Linked DNA regions of Sus scrofa: region 1 is linked to region 2. The links are chromatin contacts, called in public HiChIP or PLAC-seq maps. All regions are on one chromosome and are shown on one strand. Each heading gives the region's core, a stretch centred on a gene start, on an enhancer-like site or on the middle of the called end of the contact. The rest is flanking DNA. Distances are from core to core; before and after follow the strand shown.

Region 1 (6,268 bases), core at 1,793-4,292, 220 kb before region 2:
GTAGCTATCTAAGTATTATTTACCATCTCCACAAATTTGAGTGTGGATACAACGGAGTGCTGAAGTAGGTAAAGTAGGCCTTGACAATGGCAAACATCAATACTCCCAAGATGCCTCTGTTTTGGTGCTAAAAGTATCCTGACCACAAAATTTCTTTCCAATTATCTGAAGTCCTTCTATCAATATCTTCCCAATTCACTTGCCAGTCTGTTCTTCCTGGTCTCTACTCCTATACAACTAGTTGTAGCCCCCACACAAAATCCCACCAAGGTGAATAGCAGCTTTGGAGGAAGCCAGAGACCTGCTCTGGACTTAACAGGTATGAGGACTTGCAGACAACTCATCCAATGCTCTTTGACCACAATCAGCATTGGATAGAGGATACTGAGGCCTCATCTCAGATTCTAACTGTGTAGTTTAACAGCATGGCATTTATGTTGCTTAATATATTATGAATTCATATTTTTTATGTCATGTCTTCTTCTAGGGAGATGCTGATTTATACAAATGTCAATCCTGGACAAGGGCTTACAACACACAATATTTGCAGGTTCTCAAAAACTGCTAAAATACCTATGTCAAAGCTTAGCCAAATGGGAGAGTGGTAGTTGTTATTTCCTGCACCAAAGTGTCAAGAGATAGTCAGGTACATATGCCCAAACATTCATGTGACACTACCAGAACTCCCTATAAAAGGCTGCCTTGGGCAGGAACCTCCAGAACTGTTATGTGAACTGCCTCTCTCACTTTAGGGAATGCTCCTCAAACCAATGAGCACAAGAAGGATGCCTGGGTGGCAGCAGGCAGAAAGCTATCATTAAAGTCAGAAGCATTTTGTACAGATTGCCTTCAACCAAAGGCGCCAGTGTTTTCTTCTGCCACAATCCAAATGCTTCAGTATATTTAAATATTTACCTCAATCAACCTACTGCTTGTTTCAAAGAAGCTAGGATGAAGAGATGAGGTAGACGTCTTCACAATCTGAAATATACCATTTCCAAACAAATGAGAATCAATATTTTCTATGGACACGGTCACACTGGTCAAACGGTTCCTCTCACTTTGTTCTCAGGCACAGAGACCTGCATTCCATTGGACCTGGACACCTGTGCTCACCCTCCCAAGCCCCAAGGTTCCATTTGCATGGCAGCATTACAAAATAGTTACTTTCACATATCTTAAATACATGGAGAGGGTACATTTTAAGAATCAGTATAAAGTGTCACCTCGTGTTAAAGAATGTCAAGTAGAAGTTCAGAGAAAAAAGGTTTAAATTAGGTTTAGTTTGCATGTTTGCCTGAAACCATCTAATTAGACATGTTCTTGTCTGTGTATTTTATTTAGCTTACTATTTTTGGTTTTGAGGCATCATTCTACTCTGAAGACAAAGAATATGACTTTTTTTTTAAGGTGACTTTAATACAAGTTGTCCAAATACTTTTTCAGTCCACCTCTGCAAACTCAAATTACTAGGCAACTTAAAAAGTATTCAAGTTTCCTTCTTAGGGGGAAAAAACCCCAAATATTTCTATAGTGAGAGTCTTTCTACATGAGATCACAGAAAAGAAGTCATTAATTCTCTCTCAGACAAGCACACGAGAGGCCAAAATCTTTGTTCAGAGAAGGGAGAGAGCATTCATCAATTAAGTGCAGTATTGTTCTAGGGCTTTGTTTATAAATCCAGCATACATCACCATCTGTTAACTTGGACTAGAAAGCTTTAATTGATATTTATGTAGTTCAGAATAAAGTAAAGGAAGAGGTCTGTGTGAAAATGCCACCCCATAAACATTTTCACACCCCTGGATTAATACAATCCCATTCTGACTGAATAATGTCATATTGAAGACTTGCTTCCTTGCTCTTTCTCTAACATTAGTTTCTCATGCTAGAATATATTTACATCTTCTACAAAAACTCTTAATTTGTTAATTCTTCAAACAGAAAGAAGAAATTCTCTACTTTTAAAAGGTAAATAGACTGCAACTTCACCTAAACAGCTTTTTTAATTACGCAAATTCCTTAAGTTAACATTCAGCTTACAAGACACAAAAACCTTTTTCACTAATCCATCCCCATCCACTTCAAATTCTAGGTCTCAAGTTACCCATTCTTAATTAATTCTACTTACCTATAATCATATTCAGGTTGTACTTATGCGGCTTGATCACTGGTTTATATAATGTCATGTATGTATATTTTCTAACTTGAATACAAATTTGAAGTTAAGAACCCACATTTTTATTTATCTCGTCCACTCAAAGTTCTTCCCTCCAATATATTACTTTACATACAACAGATATTTTAGTTAACTGAATTAACTTTTTAACTACAAACACTACTTAACTAAAACTGTTAACATTGGTCCAAATTTACCCATGCCAAAGTCACTCTAGAAATCGTTACAATTTTATTTAACACTTCATTGTCCTCCCCAAAATTAAAGACCCCTCTTGATGTCCTTGTGACCTGAATGGAATTCACAGGCTTTGATCACATATTAAAGAAACTTTTGACCCTCCTTTAACCACTGTGAAACTCATAAAAAATAATTTAGTATTTTTGTACTTTGATACTTTAAAAGTATCCTCTTAAGTTTTAAGAGAATTATCATCTTTTAAAGCTTCATACTATCTTCCTAGAAGTTGACACTTCATCTTTGCTGAGATGTGTACTCAAGTGGAAAAGAAGGAAGAGCTCACAATTCAGAGGGAAAATACCTAAGAAGCATGCAACACAGAGCCATAAAAGACCACATGAACTGAGCGCCAAAGGAGAGCTCTCTGGGCAAGGGACTAGCTGTGACTCATCTTCACACTCTGAGCAGCCAGCACAACTCTCTACAACCCCCAACTCTCAGAAAGCAAAAACTGGGGTTTTGCTCACTGCTGTATCCCTAAACACCAAGGACAGTCCTAACACAGTAAACATGTGTGGATAAATATCTGTAGAAAAAAAAATGTGTAACATGCAGTAAACACTAGGAGGAAAGGAGACAGAAGAAAGGGCTGGCACTGGTTAAATTTTATCCTGAGATTGTATTTCCTCTAGTCACCACTACTTTAAGAGGGACGCAAACTCTAAGCACCTAGGAGCATTTGACCAGCATGGTGGTGAGTCAAAATATCAAATCATACAAGTAAAAGCTCTGAACACTGGAGAACCACAGCCTGTAGAAGAGAAGGGCTAAAGGTAAACACGCTGGCTAGAGTTGAGTTTGAGGGGTTGTCACGTGAAACAAGAAACACACCTGTTCAGGGTTGCCATGGAGTAGTATTTTTTTAAGACCCATTCCTGGGCCAAAAATCAATTCAGTGGGTCACTGACTGGCATTTCTTTAAATAAAATAGAATAGTATAGAATTGTATCACAAAGAATAAAGGCAAGTATTGATTTATTTTGATTCAGTCATACATATCTAAAATTTGGGCGAGTTCCTGTTATGGTTCAGCAGGTTAAGAACCCAAGTGGTATCCATGAGGATGAGGGTTCAATCCCTGGCCCCACTCAGTGTGTTAAGGATCCGTGTTGCTGTGAGCTGTAGTGTAAGTCGAAGATGTTGCTTGGATCCCGCGTTGCTGGGGCTGTGGCAGAGGATGGTGGCTATAGCTCCGATTGGACCTCTGGCCTGGGAACCTCCATATGCCACAAGGGCGGCCTTAAAAAGACAAAAGACAAAAAGACCAAAAAAAAAAAAAAAAAAAAGAAAAGAAAAGAAAGAAAGAAAGAAGCAAGCTTATCTTTAACCATGACAATTTGGGATTAATATAAAAGTGAGAGTTGTCGGGGGTGGGGGGGATTAACTGATTACTTCTTAAAGAAACTTTGTTAGTGAATATTCAAAAAAATTATGAACTGAAAGAAACCTTATTGACCGCCTGGTCTAATCCTTTCATTTCATTAATCATAACCGTAAGACGCCTAACACCAAACTGGTATATTAGGGGCAAAACCAGGCCTAGAAGCCAGTCTCCAGGGCCTTCTAGTCTAACTGTCTTGTTAATGGATCACAGAGCCTGTAGCACAGGCTGATGACCCTGTGTCAAGATGTCCCAGATGGAGGTCCTGGCACTGGTTGGAATGGAGAATTAGATGACCTCCTTGGTGCCTATGCATTAAAAATCTCTCATGCAAAACTACAAGGACTGGACTTTGCTTTCAACAATCAGATCTATAAACTTTCAGGATAAAGAGGTAATTGGGACTTTATTTACATATATATCATTATTTATAGAGTATGGGACTTCGAACATGATAAAAACTATTAAGGAAAATGACCCCTTATAGCAAACCTCTCAGGAAACAACATCCTTACTTCCATAAAAAAGCAGCAACAGGAGTTCCCATCATGGCTCAGTGGTTAACGAATCCAACTAGGAACTATGAGGTTGCAGGTTCGATCCCTGGCCTTGCTCAGTGGGTTAAGGATCTGGCGTTGCCATGAGCTGTGGTGTAGGTTGTAGACGCGGCTCAGATCCCACGTTGCTGTGGCTCTGGTGTAGGCCGGCGGCTACAGCTCCAATTGGACCCCTAGCCTGGGAACCTCCATATGCCGTGGGAGTGGCCCAAGAAATGGCAAAAATACAAAAAATTTTTTTAAAAAGGCAGCAACAAACATTTTTAAAGTATACATTAATTCGCATTTTTAAGTTCCTGTCCAAGTTTTGAAGGCCCATCTGTCCTTGTATTTCTTTTAGGCTCTAGGAGAAGAATAACCTGGTTTGGAGCAATCTTTCCCCCTTCCTCTTAACTAACTTGGTAAGAAGAAACCCACAGGTTTCCCAAATATAGGAAGTGGGGAAGTAGTGGAATCATCAGTTTTCTAATGTTTTATTAAAATCAAGGAGTTCAAATAGTTGTGACTGGATTGTGGTTAAAACTCCCTAATTCTATACACATACACAGAGTCACACAAACTTTCACACATGCAAAGCAAGACACTTTTATTATTGGAAGAAAGTTGGCAGAACAGGGTGAGTAGTTTAAAACTGATGACAACATCAATTATGTCAGATGTAGGTCTGCAATAATCTAACTGTAGGTCCCCAAGTGGTCATCAGTCATGAGACTGTGGCCACTAATGGATTTCAGTCTTGCCAAGCTTCCCGTGCCCGATAGTTAAGAAACAGCTTCCTTTCCACGTGTCTCAAAACAGACTTAAATTACCTTATTTTCCAGCCCTTATAGCAAACCGCATGCTATAAAACAGCCAACTAAGATATCTGGGACATCCTCTACCATGAAGTCAACCTCACTATGGAAGGCAAGATTCCATAGTCAGAAGTGACAAACTCCAAGATAAGTTACTAACATGCAAAAGCATGAAGTAAAGGACCGCTCTTAAATAGAAACCACTCTGACGTCTTTAAATTAGTAAAGTTTTAACTTTGTGCTAATTTTTCTTCTTTTTTTTAATTCTTTTGGATGCACTCAGAGCATGCGGAAGTTCCAGGAATCAAATCCAAACCACAACAGCTACCCAAGCCACTGCAGTGACAACGCGGGACTCTTAAGCCGCAGAGCCACAAGCAAATTATTTTTAAAAAGAATTCAAGACTCAATTGTCACTCCAAGTCCTTAGTACAAGCTGCTATGTGTACACACAGACTGACTTGTGTGGGAACAACACACACATGTTTCTAAATTATGAAATCTGCAGAATTTGTAAACAGAGAACCTGATCTAAATACTAGCACAGTGGATTTCTGAAACCACTGTTACTACTTGCAGAGCAGGAGGGCCACCTCAGTGTCAGTTATAACAGTCACAGTCTATTTAGCACAATCCATTATCAACTGTATAAGAGCATCTTCTCAGGATAAAGGTGTACTTTCAATTAAGTAACTGGAAAAACAGTGTCTAATATATATCAAAATTCAATTGGACAACCAAACTTCAATACATCATTTGCAAAGTCATAACCAGATAGTTTCATCCAGAGTCATCATCCTGTGATAAAACTTGCTTGAAGATGCAGTAAAGCATCGTCCTAAATCCATGACAGAAGGCCTGGCTTTCAGTTCCTGGGGTAAGGAAAGAGGTGGGGGGGGACGCAAAAGAAAGGTAATTTGGGAAGTTCCCATTGTGGCTTAGCGGTAACCAATCGGACTAGTATCCATGAGGATGTGGGTTTGATCCCTTCCCTCACTCAGTGGGTTAAGGATCCGATGCTGCAATGAGCTGTGGTGTAGGTCACAGATGCGACTCGGATACTGTGTGGCTGTGGCATAGGGCAGCATCTGCAGCTCCAATTCAATCACAAGCCTGG
Region 2 (5,681 bases), core at 2,947-5,446:
AAACAGGAAGAGAGAAAACAGTGGGGGTGTCTGGGGAAAAGAGGTGGGGAAAAGATGGAGAGGAGGGAAGGACAACAAGAGGAGTCAGGACATAGAGGAAAACATTCCTGAGGCCAAAAACAGCTTCTTGCGTCACTCACAGATCCAAAGCCTGGGTCTGGACAGAGTTGATTCCGGGACAGAGGAGCGATGGGAGCCATGGGCCGTCTGTGTCCATTTTACGAGAGAGTTGTAGGGAGGACAAAAGGGACAAATTAGGGGGAAAGGGGGGGGGAGCAGAATGAGAAAGAAGCTGCTTGAGTGTTCTGAAATGTTCTCAGATGATGCTTGTTTTTTAAGTTGTTTTAGGGACAAACCTCTAAGTCCTTTTATATGGGAAATGTATATTCACTCAGTTCCTTGTCTTGGCATTTTTGAAAAAGAAAAGAACCAAATTGTTCAATGAGAAACTAAACACCATTTTTGGGTCTAGTTATACCCAGGTAAAAGGCAAAAGTTAGGGAAGAACAGTGAGATGTGTTCACTAAAGCCCTCTACGGTTGTCATTGTTATTCCCATTTTACAGATGGCAAATCTGAGGCTCTAAGATAATAAATAACGAAAGTGACCCAACTAATTAGTGTTGAATCCTTGCTTTGAACTCAGGAATACCTGACTCTGAAGTTTATAATTTTTGTCTGTCTCTAGTAGATCATTATACAGGTGTACTCCATCTTTTTAAACGCCTATGTACATCTGAAAATTGAGCCATGAAGTATCAAGGCACATAGGGCTGCACTCAATTCAAAGATGATGCTGCATACGCACAAAGGAGACCTGATTAGAACTGCTGATTCCACTCCCAGTTACAAAAAAATAAATTAACCAAGAAGTGAACAAAGAGATTCCTTGCTATTTCTTTTCTAAAAATTAGAACAAGGAGGGAACTAAAACCAAAGTTTCTTTTCTGCGTATTGATGTAAAAATCCCAGAATTTCTATCCAGAGCATTGCCAGGGCTGGTTTTCCATTCTGCAGTGCTTCATGTGTGGGCTCTTGCCCTTAATGTGGAGATGGACGGGGATGGTTACCGTATGGAATGTTCCTGAACATCTGTTTGAGGGAGTGTGGGCTAAAACAAATGAACATGATGAGGAGCAGCCTGGTGCAGCAGAAAGAGACCAGGGCTGTATGACCTTGAGTAAATTAAAGCCTCTTATAATCTTTGTGTCCTCAGGAACATGTGGAGGTTAGACCAGATAATTTCTAAGACTCCTCCATATCTAAGATTCCATGGCTTAAAATAAATCCCAAGGGAGCAAACGTACCTAAGTGGCCAAATTGCCTGTCCCTAAGAAGCCTTTATCTGGAAGAATGTTATCTGCTTGAGGACTGGGAACTTCCAACTAGAGCTTCCCCTCTATCTGGTATGAGCAGTGGGCAACTGGTTCTTACTGGACAGATTTCACCCAGAGTTCCTCCAAGGAGCCTCACTTTGACCTTTGTGGCACACAAATAGCCAGTAAATGGAAGCCAACATCCACCAGCTGGACAATTCAAAGGCTCCAAGAAACAAATTGGTGATCTCAGCCCAGCTCTGGTGACTATGTTATAAAATAATGAAAACTTGTCAACAAGCACAGCAGAGGCTAAGGAGGGCAAGGATTGAAGGAACATAAAACCAAATCACTTTTCCTTCCCAGCTTCTTGAAAAGGGATGAAAAGCTGGGAGGGAACTGATAGCAAACCTTTCAGGCATGGAGTTCCTGGTGTAGATAAATGGAGAGATGAGAATTTAATGAGGATGTGGACGTGGCAGAGAACACAAAAGCAAATCCCCGTCCACTGGCCAAAAGGGACTAGGTTGAGTGAACTTCTTGAAACCAGTTTCTGATTAGTCAGAAAACAAAGCCTTACCTAGCTTTCCGAGCAACAGTTGAAATATCAGCAGCCTCATTTCCTATATATTTTAAAATATAGGGAAGCAACTTAAACTAAGTATGTACAAACCACTGATTCACTCCCTTGCTTCATCCAGGCCTCTGCTCAAAGGGCCCCTCATCACAGACCAGCCCTCGTCAACCTTTTCTTCATCCTTTTTCTGAGCTTACTCATTACCACATGATTTTATTCTTCCTAGCTTTTGGCTCACTTGATTTCTATGCGTCTTCCGAACTAGAATGAAAACTAGTTGGACACAGAGGCCAATACTTTGTTTTGTTCACTACAACACCCCAGAGCCAACAACAGTGCTGGACTCACAGTAGATGTTTAGAAATGATGAATGAATGAATGAATTTATGAAGTCACTGCTTATCACAGTCGCTAGTTTATACAGACTGTTTTGCTGTGAAAGCTAGCTCTTCAGGCTTTCACCTAAAAATATTTAATTTCTTGCTACCTTAAATCTCTCCATCCCCTCTCCATGAAAATCCACACAGAAACACAAGGAAAAGCTTCCCGGTTAGCTCACCCAGCTGTGAGACTGCACTGTGACACTTCCGCATTGTATGCAGATCATGGGAGAGGCACCCTGAAGTCACCATCCTGCGATTCTTTTGGCCTGAGGACACCAGCCCCTGACATACTGCCACATGACATTGTGTGTTTTAAAGGAAAAGACACAAGATCACAGACTAACTGCTTAAGTCCAGCAGGAACTTCTGCCTCTGAAAGAAAGCTCTCATGCACATTTTTCCTCCACTGGTGATGCCAGCTTTTAAAGCAGTTCATGTTCATGGTGATCTATCTAATTTAACGGTTTTTATGTATCTCTGCATATTCAAAGGTTTTATCTATTTCTTTATCTGACCACTTTCCATAAATAGTAAGTATTTTCCCCGGTCTATAGACAAATGAAATAACAAAGACATAGAAAACTTGTGCTCCAGAGAATTTGGCTATGAAAACTTATGCTCTTTTTGTATTTCCATACAGATGATATTGTGATCTCTTCTGAGATAGGATAATAAAAGAAGTGCGTCCTTATGACATAAGGAATTGAGTAGCATAGAATAAACACCACCTACTACTAGCAGATGTGGGATCATTTTTTTCATACAAAGGCCCACACTTTCCTTTTTCAACAATGGAGGTATCCTACCCTAGTTTGTACATATGTATATATTTACTATTTTTTTAAAGAAGAGAAAGGGCATTTCTTGGAACTTCCTCATGGCATTGTCCAAGTACATAAACACTTCTGCTTCTTTCTCACAATCTACGCAAAGCTAATTGACATAAAAGGTAAAAGCTAGGCCTAAGCAAGCCTCCTTTATCTAATGGACAAGTTCACTAAGAAGAATGTAGGGCAATGAAAATGAAAAGTACATAAAAATAACCCAACTGCAGGATCACACACTGAGTCTATAAGAACCTTAAAGACCAGCCAGTCCAGGCTTGTCATTTCACAGAATAATTCCATGGTTAAAATACCAAGGAAAAGAGTCATCCTATTGCAACCATAAACTAAAACTTTTTAAAAATTTATTTTATTGAAGTATAGTTGATTTTCAATGTTGTGTTAATTTCTGCTGTGTAGCAAAGTGATTCAGTTATGAATAGGTATACATTCTTTTTTCCTATTCTTTTCCATTACGATTTATCATAGAATATTGAATATAGTTCCGTATGCTACAGAGTAGGACCTTGTTGTTTATCCATTCAGTATAAAACCTAAGGCCTAATAAGATGGTTGTGACTGAGATCTTTCTGCTATATCTGTGCTTAGCACTAGGTGTTGCTCTACTGCTATTTATAGATCAGCTTTTCTTTGATATGCAGCAGGAGTTGAATCTCCTAATTGCAGTTCCATTCTGCAAATGCTGAGTTTCTAGGATTATACTCTGCTAATATATTATATGTTACACTGAACAAGCTTCATTTAAATGGTGTAGGGATAGCATATTAGAAAGAGCCACTCTAGAAAAAGTGATCAATACATGCCAGGGAAAGGCTACTCCAAAGTTAAATTTTTCAAATTGTCCTAATTCAAATATTTACTTAAACTCTGTTTTTATATTACGTGCAATACAAGGGGAATGACATTGTTAGCCGTGTGTTTCCTGGAACTGACCGTCTGCTACAAGGCCACAGATAAAGTTTGTTTATAGAAAAACAAAATATGAAAAAAAAAAGTTTAGCACTGCTCTATTTGGGGTTTGATACTCCCACACATACCAAGTGGGAGAAAGGACAACTTTCTAGAATCTTTCTTGCTCTGTGGCAACAGAGGACAGAAATGCTTCAACCCCCTCTAGTGACAGATGAATCATTACTTAGATTAGTTCAGTTGTTCAAAATTGAAAGATAATACCACAGGGAGAGACCAGTCATGCTTCAAGAAGTTTATAGTTTAGGGAGAGGGCAAATTTTCAATTCATGTGTTAAGTTTTAAAGGGTTTAAATTCAGCTAAGTGTGACTCTTCAACATTATTACTCAGTTCTTTCAACTCAGATCAACTTGGTATAAACCTCAGCATAGATGTTCCAAATTCTACCCATTACATATGTGATAATGATCTAATCTGAATTTTAAATCTTCTGGACTGGATATATGTAATAAAACAATGTCTAGTATATTGTTGCTAAACATGATTTTTTTTTCCACTTTGGTATTTATGAATAACTATTTGTAAGGCCAACAATCATGCAACCATGCTAATAACAGTCCTGGGTTTTCAGCACAAAAGAAAGTGGCAGCCTTAAGCCCAGAATGGGAAAATTATAATCACCATTACAGAGTTTAGAGTAAAGGGAGAGAAAACAGGTCATGCAAAGCTGGCTGCTGGGATGCATAATATAAACCCTTCAATCTAGTCCTAAAGAAAGGGTTTCTTCTAATTTTTATAGTCTTGGCCTCAAGCTGAAAAAGCCGAGTTCTGAGTTGAAGTCTGACTTTCTTGCAAAATATACTTTTCAACTCTCTCCCTAGCACACAGTCATTCTTTCCTAAAGATTCTATTTCCTTTACATCCTTTGAGGATAAAACTATGCTTTGTGGTTTTTATACCATATTCACTTAGGATATTTTAAAACAGAGTGAACTCTACTTTTTCTACCAATTCTCTCTTCATGGAGGCTCTCCTTTCCCCACTCCTTACAGCCTCAGTGATCATGTGAAATAGTTTCCACTATTATTTTTGCATTTCTTTTGCCTGACTCCATGTTAAAGATGGGCAGTTTTTCGAAAGTGATAGGTCAAACTCCTGATCCATGTTCTTATAAACTTGAAGTAAGAAGTGTTTATGTGTTAAGAAAATTATCTATTTTCTCTAAAAGGGAGAGGGGGAAGAAGTTTTGAAAAAATCCATTTTGGAAATCAATGTTTAGTGAATGGCAGGAAGGAGAGGCCCAATGCTAATAAGTGCCAAGGAAGTTTCTGCCATCTCTAGTCAGACCCAAGTCTATAAGGGACCATTTACAGGTAAGTTTACATGTGTGTGTGTAGGCGTAAGAATAGTAAGAGCTATGAAAATAGGCTTGCCATTCACACACACACACACACAGAAATTATGAAATGTTTACCCTTCATTTTTCATAATGCTATATTAACTAATGTTTTTAATAAATATCTGTTCTATAGGATCTTTTAATGTCATCCTCTAATCTCTTCCATTCCTTTCCATCCTCTAAGCAGATTTCATTTGTATAACTCCAAAGAGGTGAATATGAGTCCTGCTCTTCTTAAAAATTGTTTCCAGC

Evidence for each region. HiChIP or PLAC-seq counts read pairs in DNA pulled down with a chosen protein or histone mark.
Region 1: a contact with region 2 is called in an H3K27ac HiChIP or PLAC-seq map of alveolar macrophages. The contact joins two enhancer-like sites. A contact is called at or near these places in 2 of 2 datasets of contacts at active chromatin or transcription factors (alveolar macrophages and skeletal muscle).

The regions. Positions count from the first base shown.
Region 1 is chr13:110,620,400-110,626,667 of Sscrofa11.1, reverse strand. The region is part of intron 1 of FNDC3B (fibronectin type III domain-containing protein 3B); the gene reads right to left. Among named protein-coding and RNA genes, the nearest start is that of FNDC3B, 36 kb to the right of the region's middle. Within about 2 kb of position 3,042, at least 9 of the 83 cell types and tissues checked have an H3K27ac peak or open chromatin away from gene starts, as enhancers often do. A contact at or near this core is called in alveolar macrophages, where this site is marked.
Region 2 is chr13:110,404,151-110,409,831 of Sscrofa11.1, reverse strand. No RefSeq gene overlaps it. Among named protein-coding and RNA genes, the nearest start is that of TMEM212, 7.4 kb to the left of the region's middle. Within about 2 kb of position 4,196, at least 10 of the 83 cell types and tissues checked have an H3K27ac peak or open chromatin away from gene starts, as enhancers often do. A contact at or near this core is called in alveolar macrophages, where this site is marked.